Linked DNA regions of Zea mays: region 1 is linked to region 2. The links are chromatin contacts, called in public Hi-C maps. All regions are on one chromosome and are shown on one strand. Each heading gives the region's core, a stretch centred on a gene start, on an enhancer-like site or on the middle of the called end of the contact. The rest is flanking DNA. Distances are from core to core; before and after follow the strand shown. Region 1 holds the start of LOC100194286. Region 2 holds the start of LOC100381811 (phytochromeB2).

Region 1 (3,631 bases), core at 311-2,810, 160 kb before region 2:
ATACTAGCACAACCAAAGCCAAAAAAAAATCTAGTTACTACAATCCCAAATCCCAGACTATAGGTTACATGAACTGAACCTTCCAATTACTGCAAACACAAAGGATCAATTGCGCTTCCCACATTGAGAACAGAATGGACTACATAGGGAAAATAAACCCAGACTGAAAGTCAAACATGAACATTAAGATCCTATAACATGCAAAGAACTGAATCAATTGATGATCGTTCAGCAGAATTTGTGTTCAGTACCTTGCAGCTAGTCCAATACAAACAGTGGATACATCAGGCCTGATATGCTTCATTGTATCAAATATAGCCATTCCTAACAGAAAACGAAAATGCATTAGTATTAATTGAAGCAGCTAACGCAGACATACTATGTTAGATGAGCTATTACCAGCTGTCACTGACCCTCCTGGCGAATTCACATACATAATGATATCCTACAGGAAGGTTGACAAGGATCATGCACTAGATGGAAGAAACCACGTTTTGAATATATAATTGCCATGTATTCGAGTCCCTAGCTAGATGAAATGGCAACATTGGATAAACCTACAAGTTCAGTGGTTACAATTGTATAACCCAATTCCGCAACACAGAAAGTTAAAGAAGCACTGTACAAAGTTTAGTACTACAATGTTGGTTCACTGTCTGGTATCAACAAACAAAGGTTTATTTAAAGCGCAAGCATGTTCTATTCACATGGGAATTACAGCAGCAAACGGTTGTCCCGTTCGTTTTCACCTTATTGGGATCAATAGCGTCGAGGTAGAGCAGTTGTGCTACAATGATGTTGGCCATATCATCCTCAACGGGGCCTCCGCACCGAATAATTCTCTGCATAGAGACAGATATATAGTCACACAAACCTCACAATACAATCCAGTAAAACCCTTCCTGGTAAGGCTTTGTTCGGTTGAGGGGAGATTAAATCCCCTTCTATTCAATTTTGACTAGGGAGGGAATCCCCTCCAATCCAGATCCAAGTATCCAACCAAACAAGCCCTAAGGAGGTCAAACACTTTACACAATCCAGTGCCGTCGTACGTGCTGGAAAAGCTGACTGACGACGCTCTGGAACCGCTCCATCACCATGGGCGACGGCCCACGCTCCTGCCCCGCCGCGGACTCCACTGGGAAGTAGGGCGACCTTGGCACCACCAAGTCATCCCTACCACAGGCACAAGCAACATCAGAAACCCCGTGGCACCTCACGAAGCCCATTTCAGGCAGACGGACGAAGCTCGAAGGGCTCAAGACAAATTCCACCTGATCGACCAAATCCCGCGCCGCGGATTAGCCCCGTAAGGCACCGCACCTCCGGCTACGGCGGTAGTTACGGCACGAGCGCACCTCCTGCTCCTGCAAGACGCGGAAAGAAAGTTAGGGGACGGCAGAGATGGCGGGAAGAGAAAGGCGAAGGGAGAGGACAGAAACCTGAGGAGTTGGAGAGATCTGGGAGCAGGGTTGGTATTGGGGTTCGGGCGGAGGAGAGGAGTGGTCAGCGAGGAGGAAGAGGTGGTGGTCGCCATGGATGGGAATGGGGTGCTCGCGTGGGGTTTTGGGCGGAGGGCGGAAGGGGCTTTGGTTTGCTAGCCCTCGCCTCTTATCCGCGAGGCGAGGTAACTGGTAACGGAGGGTCCGGGAGTCACTGGGTTAAAAGTGAAAGCGTGGGCTTAGATATATGGGCTTTTGGCCTTTCGGCCTCGTCCGCACTTAGAGGCCTACAGCAGGGTGTTCGCATGAGATGACAATGGTGACTCTGCCCTTGAAGAGTTTTAAGTCTCTATATAAAGTAACATGTACCCCTTTATAAAAAGTGAAGTGAAAGAGGTCAACCCTACATCGTGTCTCTTATGTGCTTTCTCTGAGTGTGTGTAGGGATGAAAACGGTCGGAAACGGTATTTATTCGGTAATCAGTTTTTTAGTCGTTTTTATTTAATTGCGAATAAATAGGATATAAAATCTATAATACAAATTTATATTCTTGTTTTTAACATCCAGCTTGTAAAGATTCATAAAAGGTAAACATCAAATTCATCATATATTTTCTTAAATAATATATATAAACTTCGGTATGGATTCAGAAATAAATTCGGTAATTTTTTCAACCTTTTATGTTGTAGGGAGCAAATAATACATAAAAAATTATGTAATATTTTATTAATATTTGTACTAATGTGCTAGATAACATAAAAAATCAACATCAAATTTTATACATATTTATTTTAAAATATTAAATTTGTTCTATCAGTTCAGATGACCACTTTCATCCCTAAGTGTGTGGATTAGGGATGGCAATGGGCACAGATTACCCGCAAGCCCGCGGGCACAAACCCTATAGGGTGCGGGTTTGGGTTTGGGTTTATACCCGCAGGTAATGGTATGGGTTTAAATTTGTACCCAATGGGTTTATTGAAAGTCGCCTAGAGGGGGGTGAATAGGCGGAACCTGAAAATTAAAACTTTATCCCCCAACTAGATCCCTTGATTAGTGGTTAGAACAAGATAAATATCGGAGAATAGAAACTAAGTTCTTGCTTGAAAGGAATATTGCTAAATAATGCGGGAGAGATAAATCAATACAACTAATAAGTTATAGAATAACAAAGCAAGAACCCTTAGAAGAGGAGAGCACTAGAACAAGTTCTTTTCTTGCAATGTGTTGCTTCACTAAATGGAAATTTAACTTGAAGCAATACCAAATGAAATTAGCAAATAATGGTGCAAGAAAACTTAGAGCAAGGGAAAGCAAACAAATCACAAGCAATAAACACAATGGACACGGGTGATTTGTTTTACCGAGGTTCGGCCCTCGAAGGCCTAGTCCCCGTTGAGGAGTCCACTTAAGGACGGGTTTTTTCAACCCTTTCCCTCTCTCCCCCGATCACACAAGGATCGGTGAGCTCTTCTTCTTCTCAAGGATCACTCTCGATCCCACAAGGACCACCACAATCTTTGGTGTCTCTTGCTAGCTTTTACAAGCCTCCAAAAATTTGGAGGAAGTTCAATGGGAGTCAAAACTCCACGCGCAAATGAACACAAAGATGAAGCACACACTATCTCTCGATGAATCTCACAAGGCACTAGTGCTAAACTCAAATGAGTAGCTCTCTTTTGCTTGCTCTCTCTTTTGTGGCACTTGTGTTGGTTGTAGTGGTCTAAATCTTGTGTATAGGATGGATCAATGAATATATGTGGTTGGGAGGGCTTGAGTATGTCAACTAGATGACTTGGAATGTTGCTTGGGCTCCCTTACTTGAAGTGGCCGGTTGGGGTGGTATTTATAGCCACCAACCAAAATCTAGCCGTTGGTGAGGGCTGTCTGTTCGATGGCGCACCGGACAGTCCGGTGCACACCGGACATGTCCGGTGCGACAGCCACGTCACCCGACCGTTGGGGTTTCGACCGTTGGAGCTCTGACACTGGGCCCGCCTTGATGTCCGGTGGCGCACCGGACATGAACTGTAGAGTGTCCGGTGCGCCTGCTCCCGCGTGCCTGACGACTGCGCGCTTCTGGCGCGCATTAAATGCGTCGCAGGTAGCCGTTGGCGCCGAAGTAGCCGTTGCCCCGCTGCTACACCGGACAGTCCGGTGTACACCGGACAGTCCGGTGAATTTTAGG
Region 2 (3,312 bases), core at 192-2,691:
CGAACGAGTGTAGTGTAGACGGTAGAATCACGCTGTGCGCTGGTGGCAGGCGAAACAAATGTCTGTGATCGTCGCCCATCAGGCAGCAGGCGAAACAAGGTCACGTCGAACGATAGGAGAAATGATTAAAGAAAGATATATTGTGTCCGTCTAGCAGGCTGCACGCGGCAGGATTTACATTCTAGTTCCTAATAATCTAATTAGAATTACTAATAGATCATACACGGAAAGTTAGGGCCCCAAATAAATGGGGGGCCTGTTCAGCCAAACAGGATGCACCGGCTTGTGCACGGGCCTGATGGTTGTCAACTCTACACCGATATTCCTATTCACCTAGCCAACTAAGCATATATATCTTTGTATTTTATATTCGACACTTAGAAAATATTTTGAAGCACACCGATTTTAAAAAAAACCAAATTCTGTCTCCCGTTTTTTAGAAACTGATTTATGAAAATAAGTTTGGTGGAGATGTTTGAAACTCAATTTCTAAGAAATCGGTTTCTAGTTTTTTCTATACACAATTATCAACATATCTTTTCTCTATTTTTATAAGTGGTGTCAATAGATGTAAATTCTATGAAATCAATGAGAGCGTGATGCAATTAAACAAACACAAGCTAGTTTTAGTTAGAGGAGAGTAGCTTCTTGGTTTTTAAGAACTTGAGAATTTATTTTCTATAAATCAGTTTTTTTAAAATTATGTGCTTCCAAACAACACCATAAATATAAATAGAAATCATAGCAACGTACTAGCAATAAGTAGAAACTATAGTAACCTACAAACACTTTACTATTTAACTTATAGCAAATGTAAATGGATTTATACACGGGAACGGAGGAGTACCCGACGCAAGACTGGTCATTGGATCTTTAAAAAAAAGAAGAATAAATAAAGAAAAAGGAAGCACAATCCCCGTCTTCAGCGGTTAGCTACAAGCCTACAAAGGCGAAAGTATCCGCATCCACTTCAGGCCCCAGCGCGAGCGCAATCCATTCCAGACCTGAACCCCTGCCGAGCCCCGATCCCCTAGTACCATCCCCATCACAGCCATCGTCATCGGCGCATCGCCTCGCGCGCAATATCCTTGGCTCCACGCCCCCCACTTTACATCCCCACTTCTTTATTGGAACAATTGGATCTATACCATTAAAAGATCCAAACTTTAGATATATACCATGGACCCCACGTGTTATTAACTCATGTGGACCCACATGTAAGTGAGATAGTAATGGTATAGATCTAAATTGGTGATCTTTTAATGGTATGGATCCAAATTTTTCTTCTTTATTTTATCCTCGTGAATCAATGAGCGCAGCGAGGAACGGTGAAGCAAAGCTAAGGTATCGGACGAACACATAGGGGGCGAGCGAGCCGACTGACGAGCACAAGACCGGCGGACGGGGCCGCCTAATCCAGTGAGAGCTCCCCCAAGCGCCATGGCGTCGGACAGTCGCCCCCCCAAGCGCTCCCCCTCCGCGCGACGCGTGGCGCCGCGTCACGCGCACCACCACCACTCGCAGTCGTCGGGCGGGAGCACGTCCCGCGCAGGCGCGGGAGGAGGTGGCGGGGGCGCTGCGGCCACGGAGTCGGTCTCCAAGGCCGTCGCTCAGTACAACCTAGACGCGCGGCTCCACGCGGTGTTCGAGCAGTCGGGCGCGTCGGGCCGCAGCTTCGACTACTCCCAGTCGCTGCGCGCGCCGCCCACGCCGTCCTCCGAGCAGCAGATCGCCGCCTACCTCTCACGCATCCAGCGCGGCGGCCACATCCAGCCCTTGGGCTGCACGCTCGCCGTCGCCGACGACTCCTCCTTCCGCCTCCTCGCCTTCTCTGAGAACGCCGCCGACCTGCTCGACCTGTCGCCGCACCACTCCGTTCCCTCGCTCGACTCCGTGGCGCTGCCCCCTGTTTCCCTTGGTGCCGACGCACGCCTCTACTTCTCCCCCTCGTCCGCGGTCCTGCTGGAGCGCGCCTTCGCCGCGCGCGAGATATCGCTGCTCAACCCGCTATGGATCCACTCCAGGGCCTCCTCCAAGCCGTTCTACGCCATCCTCCACCGCATCGACGTCGGCGTCGTCATCGACCTCGAGCCCGCACGCACCGAGGACCCCGCTCTCTCCATCGCCGGCGCAGTCCAGTCCCAGAAACTCGCGGTCCGCGCCATCTCCCGCCTCCAGGCGCTACCCGGCGGGGACGTCAAGCTCCTATGCGACACAGTCGTGGAGCATGTTCGCGAGCTCACTGGTTACGACCGTGTCATGGTGTACAAGTTCCATGAAGACGAGCACGGGGAAGTTGTCGCAGAGAGCCGGCGCGATAACCTTGAGCCTTACCTCGGATTGCATTATCCCGCCACAGATATCCCCCAGGCGTCGCGGTTCCTGTTCCAGCAGAACCGCGTGCGAATGATCGCAGACTGCCATGCCATCCCGGTGAGAGTCATACAAGATCCTGGGCTGTCGCAGCAGCTGTGTTTGGTAGGCTCCACGCTACGCGCTCCGCACGGGTGCCATGCACAGTACATGGCGAACATGGGGTCAATTGCGTCGCTTGTTATGGCAGTCATCATTAGCAGTGGTGGTGACGACGAGCGAACAGGTCGGGGTGCCATCTCCTCATCAATGAAGTTGTGGGGGTTAGTGGTGTGCCACCATACATCACCACGGTGTATCCCTTTTCCATTGAGGTATGCTTGCGAGTTTCTCATGCAGGCATTTGGGCTGCAGCTCAACATGGAGTTGCAGCTTGCGCACCAGCTGTCAGAGAAGCACATTTTGCGAACTCAGACGCTATTGTGTGACATGCTACTGCGAGATTCACCAGCTGGCATCATCACGCAGAGCCCCAGCGTCATGGACCTTGTGAAGTGCGATGGGGCTGCACTGTATTATCGTGGGAAGTACTACCCATTGGGTGTCACTCCCACCGAGTCTCAGATTAAGGATATTATCGAGTGGTTGACGGTGTGTCATGGGGACTCAACAGGGCTCAGCACAGATAGCCTTGCTGATGCAGGCTACCTTGGTGCTGTTGCATTAGGGGATGCTGTGTGTGGAATGGCGGTGGCTTATATAACACCAAGTGATTACTTGTTTTGGTTTAGGTCACACACAGCTAAAGAGATCAAATGGGGTGGCGCAAAACATCACCCTGAGGATAAGGATGATGGTCAGAGGATGCACCCACGGTCATCATTCAAGGCATTTCTTGAAGTGGTTAAAAGCAGAAGCCTGTCCTGGGAGAATGCAGAAATGGACGCAATACATTCCTTGCAGCTCATATTGCGTGACTCCTTCAGAGATGCTGCAGAG

What was found. A called contact is a pair of places that touch in the nucleus more often than the background predicts.
Region 1: a contact with region 2 is called in a Hi-C map of endosperm, with 4 times the contacts expected there. The contact joins the promoter of LOC100194286 here to the promoter of LOC100381811 in region 2. A contact is called at or near these places in 6 of 25 Hi-C or Micro-C datasets (ear, endosperm, leaf and 2 more).

Annotation. Positions count from the first base shown.
Region 1 is chr9:141,190,257-141,193,887 of Zm-B73-REFERENCE-NAM-5.0, reverse strand. LOC100194286 reads right to left here and starts at 1,560. Exons shown (of 9, transcript NM_001366816.1): 1 at 1,443-1,560; 2 at 1,275-1,367; 3 at 1,053-1,176; 4 at 750-842; 5 at 400-445; 6 at 252-324. The coding sequence starts at 1,537.
Region 2 is chr9:141,026,698-141,030,009 of Zm-B73-REFERENCE-NAM-5.0, reverse strand. LOC100381811 (phytochromeB2) reads left to right here and starts at 1,441. Exons shown (of 4, transcript NM_001174606.1): 1 at 1,441-3,312. The coding sequence starts at 1,441.